Regions from separate parts of the Anas platyrhynchos genome. Here all the other regions are linked to region 3. A link is a contact called in public Hi-C data. All regions are on one chromosome and are shown on one strand. The core of a region is the stretch at or near the end of the contact, and the rest is flanking DNA. Distances in the headings are between cores, read along the strand shown.

The links. A called contact is a pair of places that touch in the nucleus more often than the background predicts.
Region 1: a contact with region 3 is called in a Hi-C map of skeletal muscle, with 1.9 times the contacts expected there. The contact joins two enhancer-like sites. A contact is called at or near these places in 4 of 8 Hi-C or Micro-C datasets (liver, skeletal muscle and subcutaneous adipose tissue).
Region 2: a Hi-C map of subcutaneous adipose tissue shows a contact between it and region 3, with 1.8 times the contacts expected there. The contact joins two enhancer-like sites. A contact is called at or near these places in 3 of 8 Hi-C or Micro-C datasets (skeletal muscle and subcutaneous adipose tissue).

What each region holds. Positions count from the first base shown.
Region 1 is chr14:11,088,726-11,092,219 of IASCAAS_PekinDuck_T2T, forward strand. It overlaps SH3PXD2B (SH3 and PX domains 2B), which reads right to left. Exons shown (of 15, transcript XM_038186487.2): 10 at 3,367-3,450; 11 at 2,273-2,390; 12 at 860-1,086; 13 at 270-319; 14 at 24-149. Among named protein-coding and RNA genes, the nearest start is that of SH3PXD2B, 66 kb to the right of the region's middle. Within about 2 kb of position 2,071, at least 1 of the 8 cell types and tissues checked has an H3K27ac peak or open chromatin away from gene starts, as enhancers often do.
Region 2 is chr14:11,445,948-11,449,589 of IASCAAS_PekinDuck_T2T, forward strand. SH3TC2 (SH3 domain and tetratricopeptide repeats 2) reads right to left here. Exons shown (of 19, transcript XM_027468529.3): 18 at 3,108-3,304; 19 at 2,137-2,756. The coding sequence ends at 2,565. Among named protein-coding and RNA genes, the nearest start is that of SH3TC2, 17 kb to the right of the region's middle. Within about 2 kb of position 2,039, at least 1 of the 8 cell types and tissues checked has an H3K27ac peak or open chromatin away from gene starts, as enhancers often do. A contact at or near this core is called in subcutaneous adipose tissue, where this site is marked.
Region 3 is chr14:11,293,305-11,296,483 of IASCAAS_PekinDuck_T2T, forward strand. No RefSeq gene overlaps it. Among named protein-coding and RNA genes, the nearest start is that of UBTD2, 17 kb to the left of the region's middle. Within about 2 kb of position 1,782, at least 1 of the 8 cell types and tissues checked has an H3K27ac peak or open chromatin away from gene starts, as enhancers often do. A contact at or near this core is called in subcutaneous adipose tissue, where this site is marked.

The DNA of each region.
Region 1 (3,494 bases), core at 821-3,320, 200 kb before region 3:
AGGAGGGAAGACAACAGACTCACCTCTACTTTCATTCCTGCCTGGAAGCTGATGCCGTCAGGGATGGTGGTCTGGAAGTCAGCGATGGTGTAATATTCCTCTTCCACTTGAGGAGGGACAGGAGGTTTAGGCAGGTTCAAACCACGTGGCTGTGACAATAAAAAAGAAAACCCATCAGCATGTCTCTACAGGAGGTGTAACACAAGGTCCACATAGACAGAGGAGTCTTAAGGCAGCAGGGAGGTGGTGTGCATGCTCTGTGCACTTACTATGGTGAGATCTCGGCGAGGAGGGGGTCTCTGCCGCATCTTCGGTGACTCTGTGGAGGAAGAATTTCAGATGCTGTTGAAGGTTGGCTTTCAGTCACACACGCATTCCCATAAGGCAAGTGAAAGAGAAGGCAGAAAGGCAAGGACTAAGCCTGCCTCAGGCAAGCAAGCCAAACGAGGAACCTCTCTGCCTGGTACCCTGAGTGATGCAGGTCACCCAGGTTCCAAGGTTATCCTGCTGGAAGAGGAACCAGCTCTGCACCATCAGGTGCTGCTGGGAAATGCAGCTGAGGTGACCACACAGAACTGCTTTTTCACCCCAAAGACCTGACCTGCTGAGGGATTAAACTGTGCAGCTCCTGTGGAGAGGTGTCTGCAGCTGTACCTGCAGGCTGAGAGGCCCTTATTTATTCACACCTCTGCTGTTCCTCAGCAGACCCCGGGGCAGCACTGCACCCATGCCAGTGTCACCTCCAGACCTTGCTGCAGAGCTCACGGTGCCTTGCAAGCCTTCTGCCTCTCCTTTGAGCTATGTTGCTCACAATTCTGCAGGATAGGCTGCACTGACACCTTCCCAGCTGGCCACTTACTGCGTCGGATGTCAGCGTTGGGCAGGGGACGGCTGTCGAACCTCCCGTCCCTTTGGCCGGTGAGCCCGTCCTTCTCTCGGCTGGCCACGATCTGCTGCCGGGAAATGCCGTCCAGATCCAAGGCACAGGAGTGAGTGGAGGAGCCTGAGCCCAGCTTCTGCGAGAACATCTCTCCATTCCCCTTTTTGAGATAGGAGGCGGGGGCCCAGCCTTCTTGGCCCTGGTACCTGCAGCGACAACAACGGCAGCGTCACTGTGCCGAGCCTCAGTGCTGCCCCGAGCCCGTGCATGGGGCCACCAGGTGTCCCTGGGGCCGGGGCTCAGCACAAGCCTGGATTTGGGCAAAGTGAGCTCGCTCGGTGCCAGGCTCCATGCCAGGTGGCACCTGGAGAGCCGCAGCAATGACTGATGCTCCATGCAGGCTGCTGCAGCCAGCAGGCCGAGGGCTGGGAACGGCGAGGAGCCCGATTTCCTTTTCACCTCAGCGATGGCACCGGTTCAGGAATGAAACGCACTGGCAGGGGAAGTGAAGGGGAAAACCAGAGGGTTGCTGCTAGGATTGATGTACCTGTTCTCTGGATGAAGCTCAGCCTGGATCCCTTCCCTGCTCTAAATCTGTGCTGTTTAGGAGAGGAACCAGCGCTGTGATCTGATTGAAAAACCACATCCACGGAGTCTGCCTGCCATGCTCGAGGGTCTTGCGCCAGCGTCGGAGACGCTCCTGCTGGCTGGGCTGCAGCCACTGCACTCACATGGCACCGGATCCTGAGCTTGTAATTGCCTTTGGAGTTCTTGTGGCAGCTCTCCTCTGCTCAGAAAGTCAATGGACATTTTTCTGGGGCTTTGCTTCTGCCAATACCACAGGTTCAACGCAAGGTTAAGAAAACCGTGGCATATGCTCCCACCCTGCTCAAGTCCAGCCATTAGCTAACGCCACAGAGAAGCAAAAACGAGCTTCCAGGAGAAAACAAGTATCAGCTCAGGATGATCGGGAGCGTTTGGCCTCAGCACACCCTGTACACAGCAGAGCTGGCCCGGACAACGGCCCTGCTCCGCAGGAACCTCCTAACACAGCCAGAGCATCCAGCCTGCCTCCAGGACACTTGCTGCTTTTCCTATCAGCAGCACATGATGTAACATTAATGCTCCCGGACCCGCTGCTGGGGCATGTGATGCTGTGACGCAGTCCACCTCCCCAGCACAGGAAACTGAGGGATTTTCAAGATGTTTAACCACAGCTATGCTTGGCTGAAACCTTGAACTTCAGTAAGCCTTGGTATTTAGGGATGGAGAGAAATGAGTTCTGCTATTCTGCCCTCCTCATTGCTCTAGGCTTGCCCTTGGACTGTGCATCGGGGTCTCTGCTTTGCATAGCCTGCAGCGCCAGGGAAGGGCAAGAGGCAGGGACGGTACCTGATTTTCCACCAGCCCTCCAGGTTCTTCTGGATCACCTCCACCACAGCCCCTTTGTCCAGGTTCATTTCATCCTGGTCTCTTGCAGTGTATGGGTAAATAACTGTGTACTTCTCCTCTGTAGGAAAGAAAGTGGAGTTTTACTAAGATATTGTTTTACAGAAACCTGGAAATAGTGGCTAAGTGTTTTCTGTGAACAGTAATTCTTGTTGTAACATAGGTGCAAACACACAGAGATACACAACTGTTCAGAAAAAAAATGCCAGTGAAATGAATTCCAAAACAAACCCAGTTGCATTTTGAAATGTAAGCTTTGGTGAGCTTCCCCTATGACAGCCAAGGTGAGGAGGCACTGAATGCCCACTTCTTTTCCTTTCACCCTCTCACATCCAGCCAGCCTGTGGTCCCAGCTCTTGCTCTGGGATCCTGTGCTACTCGCTGACCACAAAGATACAGCATAGGAAGCTGCTTGACCCCAAAAAGAACCCAATCCCAGCTACCACCATGGTCTTTAATCACTTTCATACATCGCTCAAGCTTCCCCTCCCAGTTGCTTTTTGCCTTCATCCTCCTGAATAGCCACTGTTCCTGAAAATGCTCTCCTCCAGGGCTTGAAAACACATCCAAACTGGGTGCCCGGCCCTTTGTCCTTGCCTTCTTGGAAAAGCACAGCTCTCGAAAGACCTGATTCCCCTCCCGCTTCATGCAAATGAGTCAAAGCAGCAAACGTCCTGCCCCATCCAGCAAAACCAGGTCGGCTCTTCTGCTCTTGGTGCTGCCTGAGCCACCGACACCAGGACCTGGCTGAGAGCAGGGACTAAGGCAGCAGCTACAAGAAGTTCGCATAAATGTTTTTGGGGACAGCAGGGACTCCAGTCTCTGTACCCAAAACAAGCCTCAAAAAGTTAGAAGGAACAGCTGATAGCGAAAAGAGAGGTGGACGTGAGTGAGCTGATGGAAGGCTGAGGAGCACACATGGCACATACCGAGGAGGACACAAGCAGAGTCCCTCCCATGCAAAGCAAACAAACATGCACACAACAAGGCTGCAGGCACAAAACCAGGGCAGCTGAACACGTCTCTACAAAGTCCACCTTGACCCCATCCACTGGTGTACAAGTCCCCAAGGGTCCGACGGCGGCCAACGTGCCTGGGCAGGGACCAGTATCTCCACGGGACTGGGAAGAGCATGTTGGGGAAGCAGGAGAAGGACAAGAGAGGA
Region 2 (3,642 bases), core at 789-3,288, 150 kb after region 3:
AAAGAAATCCAGTCCTTCTTTACTCCAGGCCTTAATTTCCCCTCGGGGCATTGGCCAAAAATGGGGTCAGGGTGCCAGCTCCATCTCTTTACGCAGGCTTGCATCAGAGCTGGTCATGCTGGTGCCCAGAGGATCACACCGGCGGAAGATCAGAGCCAGGGGATGGCCCCAGGCACGTACAAGCTCTGGCACCAAAGCAAGGAGGTTCCTCCAGCAGCACCCTTCGCCCTCTGAACGTGCTGGAAGGGAAGGTGCAGCTTTCTGTGGCCATGGGGAGGTGCATGCTGCCACACGTGGGGCCACTGGTGCTATTTCCAGCTCTGCTGGCCAGGGACTGGAGGCAGGAAAAGTGCCGGGACTGGGCACGGAGCAGGCAGTCACATGCAGCTCAGAAATGAGTCACAAGCCACAGCACGGCGACAACACCTGGGATACGAGGAGACCTGATCCATCCATTCCCTTTCCCCTATTTTTTCCTCTGCTCGGAGTGGCATTCGCACTGGTGAAGTGGGCTGGGCACTGGTGGCAGGGCCTGTAGGATAAATATCTCCTGTCTCGCTACCGTCCTTCTCTTCTGACCTCCTCGTTGGTAAAGCAATGCCACAGCTCTGCACCCTGTAGCACTTTGGGGTGCACACCTCCTGCGTGGTCTCTGTGCCTCCTACACACACAGGACAGCTCCATGGTGAGCCCAAGAGGCAGACAGCTCCCAGCCCCATGCCCAAGGAATGATGGATGGAAAGGTGGAAGGTGATAACCCCCAGCCAGGCTGCCCAGGGGCTTGTGCCATCACCCAGGGACCTCCTCTGGCACGAAGACCCCAAAAGACCTTATTTTCCTTGCCCGGAAAGAATGGGACAAGGAGAAATCTCCTCCCTAGCTGCAGGAATGCTGGGTCCTCACCCACCCTTGGGCACAGGCACAGGGGCTGGCACGCACCAAGTTTCACTTTATTTCCAAGTGTTATCATGATGTTTAATCAGCCCTGGCCACCCTGACCTCTCATCCTGATAGGAAAACAGCCCGGCTTTGTCAGAGAGGGCTGGTGGATGAGAGGGAAAAGGATGTTTTATGGGATGTTCTCAAGGAGTGAGCCTCCTCATTTTTATTTTTTTTCCCCCAGGCAGCACAAAGTCATTTGCTGTGATTTAGAAAACACATGTCTGGTTAAAAACTACGGGCCAGACCTACAGTCCTGCAGATCAGGATGTCTCAGCTGATTTAGACCAGCTGAAACTCTGACTCGCTGTGTTTAAACAAAGCCCATTTTTTTCTCACTGGTGCTAGGCGGAAAGGCCTCAGGTTTTGGCTCTGTTAGGGATATTTTAGGGAGAATGCTCTCTGCATGATTCATCCTCCACGGGGCTTCGCTTTGACAAGAACCACAAGAGCCACTGGCCACCCATGTGGGTCTGCAGGGATGCTGGGTCTGCACCCACCTGGGTGCTGGGCCTCATGGTGGCCCCAGGTGTCGTTTTGGGGCCTCCAAGGACAGAGTTGAGGATGGGATGTGCGCACAGAAGGGCTGGTGCAGCTGCACAGATCCTGGCCTCTGTTGGGAGGGCACACGGCACCTGAGCTGAGCACAGAGCGGGCTGCCCATAGGGCGAGCCAGAGGATTTTCCTGGACCGGTTCCCCCAAAAGCTCGCTGGATGTCAAACGGGACAGCGATTTGCCTCCTCCCAACACAGGGCTGAGGTTGCCCCGATGGCATCGCAGGAATGCTTGGTAAACAAGCATTAAACTATTCGCTGCCCTGGTGATGGATGGCTCACAGGGGACAGAAGGGGAAAACGAAGTGGGCACTTGCAGCGGGGGCGAGGAGACCCACGCTGCGCGTTTGGCACTTCCAAGGGGCGCAGCATGGAAGGGAGACGAAGGGACTTGCAGCAGGGTCTCCCCGTGGAGCCCCAGCTCGCTGGCACAGCCTTTCGAGCCCGGGGGAGCGCTCCCCCCTGGCTCAGCACCCGCAGCAGGGCTGGGGCCGAGCGGGACGAGGAGCGGCTCCGCCGCCCGCAACCGCGGGGCTCTGGTGCGCCCTGGCGGTGAGCGGGGCTGCAGCTCGGTGCCCAACAGGAGCCGGCTCCTGCGGAGCTGTGGGGTCACGGAGCATAGCACACAGCACAGAGAACAGGTAGGAATAAATAGAGTTGCTATTCGAGTTAAAACACGCTCGGGTCGGAGGTGTCCCATCGCCGGTTGAGCTGTCCGGTGGGGTCCGGGTGGGGATGGGTGACACCCTGTCCCCATCCCTGTCCATGTTCCTGTCCTCATCCCCATCCCGCACAGCCACACTCCTGGAGTGCTGCCTGCCTCTCTCCCCATTGCACTGTGCTCCAGCACCTGCTCCTGGGCCCCATCCTGCCTCGCTCTGCCAGCAGTGCCATGGCACACAGCGCCACTCCCAAGAAATGAGGGTCCCAGGTCCCTTGTCTGCTGGGGACATGGAGATAAATCGCTGTCAGGAGGCCGGACCCCTCCTGGGATGCTGCTTCTGGAGAGCACGTGGACCCGTACGAGGCAAGAAGCTGTCTGCAGGCACGTCCCCATGGCGATGGATGGGTCAGACGACGTGGCCGCCTTCGCTCAGCCACCGGGCCCGGTACGTGGCACAGCCCGGCGTGCCCACGGGCCCCAGCGTGACCCTGGGGATGTCAGCCAGCTTGGCGTGAATGCGGCCTTGTAGCTCCTGGTCTCCCAGCTCGGTCGCCGCAGCAAGGGCCAGAAGGAAGTAGGCTGCTGCATCCTGTTCGTCCTAAGCATAAAGAGCAGGGCAATTAGGAAGTAATGCAAGGCCACGGGGTGTGAGGGTGCTGGAGCAGAGCCCAGCGGTTCCAGGCAGAACCCAGTGACACCTGAATTCAGTGAAATGGGCTCTGTACAGTCACTAAGTGCTAGCACTTCTTTCCAAACTGCCTGTCCCATGTCAAAACCTGGCTGTGCCAGCACTGTGTGTGCTTATTGTAAAGCTGCAGCCAGGACAGAGAGCCACAGGATGCTGCTGTATATAACCATTGCTGCTTTGCCAGCAGATGGGATACTCCACCTCCAGCGCCCCATGAAGACCCAAGAACACAACACAGCATCATAGCAAGTGTCCTCCTACCTTCAGTTTGTGCAGCGTGAGGTTGCCAAGGTGGCAATACACCTTGGAGTAGTACAGGGCCTCTCCAGAGCACTGCAGCACAGGGGAGCGCAGGGCGAGAGTCTTCAGGTAGCAGTCTTCTGCCATCTCATACATCTGCAGAAAATAGTAGGCTGTAGCCAGGCGGTGGAATGCAATCAGCTCTTGCAATTGATCTCCTGGAAAAAAGTTGCTGATACAGTCAGACTGCAGGGCACTCACACACAGTTCCTAGCCCAGCACACCGAGCCGCTCAGGGATGTGTTTGCTCCACAGCCCCAGGGCACAGATATCTGTCTGCATAAGGAGGCACTGCCTTTGAAGATGGTCCAGAGAAAACAGAGCTATCAGGGGTGCTGATACCAAAGTGGGATAGATTGCCAGTCTATATATAGCATATATATATTGCCATATATACCATGTATCATTCAACCAGGGGATTTCTTGGGGGCTGGAGAGGGTTATTACAAGGCTGGTTCCGTCTCAGGCATTTATTTTGCTCATTAATCCTACTTCT
Region 3 (3,179 bases), core at 532-3,031:
TCTTTAATAGGTGTTTGTTTGCTCAAACATTGCTGAATCCTTCTTTGGTAGTTGCTATGGTAAAACACGCTGATTTAAACAGGAAAATGAGCACAGGCTGGAGAGGTTCATTTCTCGTGTATATATGTCAGCTCCTGAAACCCATCTCACCAGCCAAAGGAAGGCTCTGAGAAGGTGGAGAGGCAGCTCTGGGTGTGACACCAGCCAGGCAATCACGTCAGTGTTCACCTCCAGGAAAATACTGCTGGATTTCCCCACCACTAGTACCTTTATCCTGTAAGTTGCGCTCACTCCACTTTTAAAGCGAGGTTTGCTGAGTATCCTGAGGAGGGGTGCCATGTGTGCCATGTCCCTGCCATCTCCACCGCAGTGCACAGTGCCTCTGCTGCTGGACAAGGACCTCTCCAGCCAGAGCAGCAAGGCTGGGCATGAGCATGGCCATGGGGATGCTCCTTGCAGATAATGAAGACAACTCCAGCGTCTACCACTGTTAAAATCATAAAAAAAGCATATCGCTTTTTGGCCTGACAAATAGAGCTGAAGTGGAAGGGGAATTTTGTGGGGAGCATCTGGACAAAGGATTCTGCTATGTTTGCCACAGTATGAGCAAAACACCACCACCAATTTCCACCATTTCCCTGCTCGCAGAGTAGCAAAACAAGCACAAAGCTGTGGAGAAGTGCAACGTGCTATGGGTTTGCCAAGGCCAGCAGCATCCTCCCAGTCACTGCTGCAAGATAAACTTTGCCCTTCTGCCAATGTTGGTGCAGGCAGCCTAGGCAAAGCACCACCACAGATAATGGGAGGCACCGAATGTATTTCCCTCTTCTGGCCTATGGCTCTTCCTAAAACAAGCTGCTTTTGTTTCTGAATGTTCAGGAAGCTTTCCATCAGCCTTGGATGCCAAACAGCAGCATGGCAATGCTTAGCATGGAAAAGCTTTAAGGGACACTTCATAAAGCTCTTGTAAAGACAGAACACGTCTAATTCACATGGGCACAGTATGGTGCTGCCTTTCCTAAGTGTGTCTGAGAACAACAAAGGCATCAAAGCTCCTTGGTGTCTCTCTTTCTGTGGCAAGTGTACAGAGCACGGGAATTTGGGTTTCTTCCTCATAATATGTTATTTTTTGACATAAAGAAGAATCACTGTGAATCACTAAGGTTACGGTGATGAGGCATTCCCTTGTGGAGCACCTTTAGGAAGGCAGCTGGAGGCAGCACTAGAGAACTACTGCCAGGAAGTACAATACAAATAAAGAAAATATGCTACGGCAAAGAAACAAAAATAGAAAGGCTAACAGATAAGGCCCTGACAGGAAGCTAGATGAATTGTGCCACTTGAGCCGTGCTTGTTTAGACCTGTCCTTCTGTATTTATTCAGTGGATTCCAGCATCTCTTACTTGGAAGCTGCTCAGAAGTGCTGGCCAGTTCCTGTTCAACGAGAGCACACAACCTGCTGCGCCCACTGACAATGAAGAGCTTGGCAAAGAAGCGTGACCCGGACAGGAGAGGATGTGCCCTTTCTGCTGCTGTAGGGATGTTGATATGGGAACGGTAGCTCACCATACAGCATGTTCCTTCTTTTAAACCAGCTGGGAGTTCAGAGTGGGAAACAGGCCAAAGGAACTGCTCAGAGTGCCTCGTGCTGGAGCCAGCGTGGTCCCCTCGGCGATCAGAGGTTTGGTGCCTCTCTTCCTCATTCGTGTTGCTGCTCTGTGCCAAAGAAGAACAGGCTCTGGCACGTGCAGCCTCAGATGGGAGATGCCTGCTGAGATCTTCTGCTGAACCTCTGCGTGTGCTGCAGGAAACCCAGCCTGGTGCTCCTCCCTCCTCCGCCCTGCTGCCGTGCACTGCTTGTACTCACGGGATCCGTTTAGCAAGCTGCTGGCTAGTTTACAGGCAGATAAAAGGTCTTGTAACATCGGGTCCAAAGACTTTAACACCAGGAGCCAGGGCCTGCAGTGTCCTGGAGCTCCCACGAAGCAGTTGAACCAGCCAGTGCTCTCTGCAAGCACACACGGAGCTAGCACGTACACACCCACAGGCTGCCTTGCGAACGGGGTAATGCTTCTTGAGAAATTATCATTTTGGACATTTCATCTTCTCTCTCCGCTGTATGTTAAAGCCTTATTAGCAATAATGTGACATCCAGAAGATTCTAATAAAATCTCAAAAGTTTAGATCAATAGTTAATTAGCTGGGGACCTGTGGCAGACAGTGCAGTCAGATGGAGTTGTCAGAGCATAGCCGTCTCCTGTATTAAGCCTTGTCATCTCTGAGTCGCTGAAAATTTGAGGAGATGGCAATGTGAGCTTGCTGTACATAGAGGAATCCCATCCAGACACCTATACATAGCTAGAAGGGACTATTATTTCATCTCCGAAGGAGTTGAGATAGTGCATTTTTTACATCTCCTTCATCTCCTTTTATGTCTCCTGCATCTCCTTCTCCCACTAAATTTCAGCTTTGCAGAATGGCATCTCTGTGCTATAAAGCAAAGTATAAAAACTGTGTGGGGCTGCCTTGCGACTGCTAAGATTTGATCACATTATACTGTCAGATCTGAAAACAGGCAAACCCAGTGAACACCCCATAGAAAGATGTAATAATCTTTTTATTGAAGCTCTTTTCATAATACGCACAATATAAAGCATATTTTATATTTATCACAGCGATTTCTTTCTCTCTTTATGTGGGTTGCAAATTAACTCAGAAATAAACACTGCACAAATCAATAAATACTTCATCCCCTGGCCTCTGGGCTTATTTATTCACCAATAACTTACACTGCGTAGCCAAGGAAAAACAATTCTCTCTTCATTATTTTCTGGTTGAACAACTCTGAAGTAGCAAAAGTGGACACACTCTGCTATTTTCCTCTGCTGCAGTAGCCAGAATTTCTCCTGATCTGTTAGAGGCGGAGCTGGGCAAACAACAATTTGCAAGTTCCATGGAAAAGTGGTGCCAGGAACATAACAAAGTGATAAGTCCCTGGGGCATTCAACTAGCATGGGCTATTAGCGGTTGAGACAACTGAGAATTTTCTGGAGAAATAGCTTGTTTTGTTTTGTTTTGTTTTGTTTTGTTTTGTTTTGTCAGAAAATGCTGATTTACTGAAGTGGGAACTTTTTGTGCGAGAGGTTCTGGAGGGGATATTAGGAGTGTTGCTAAACCTC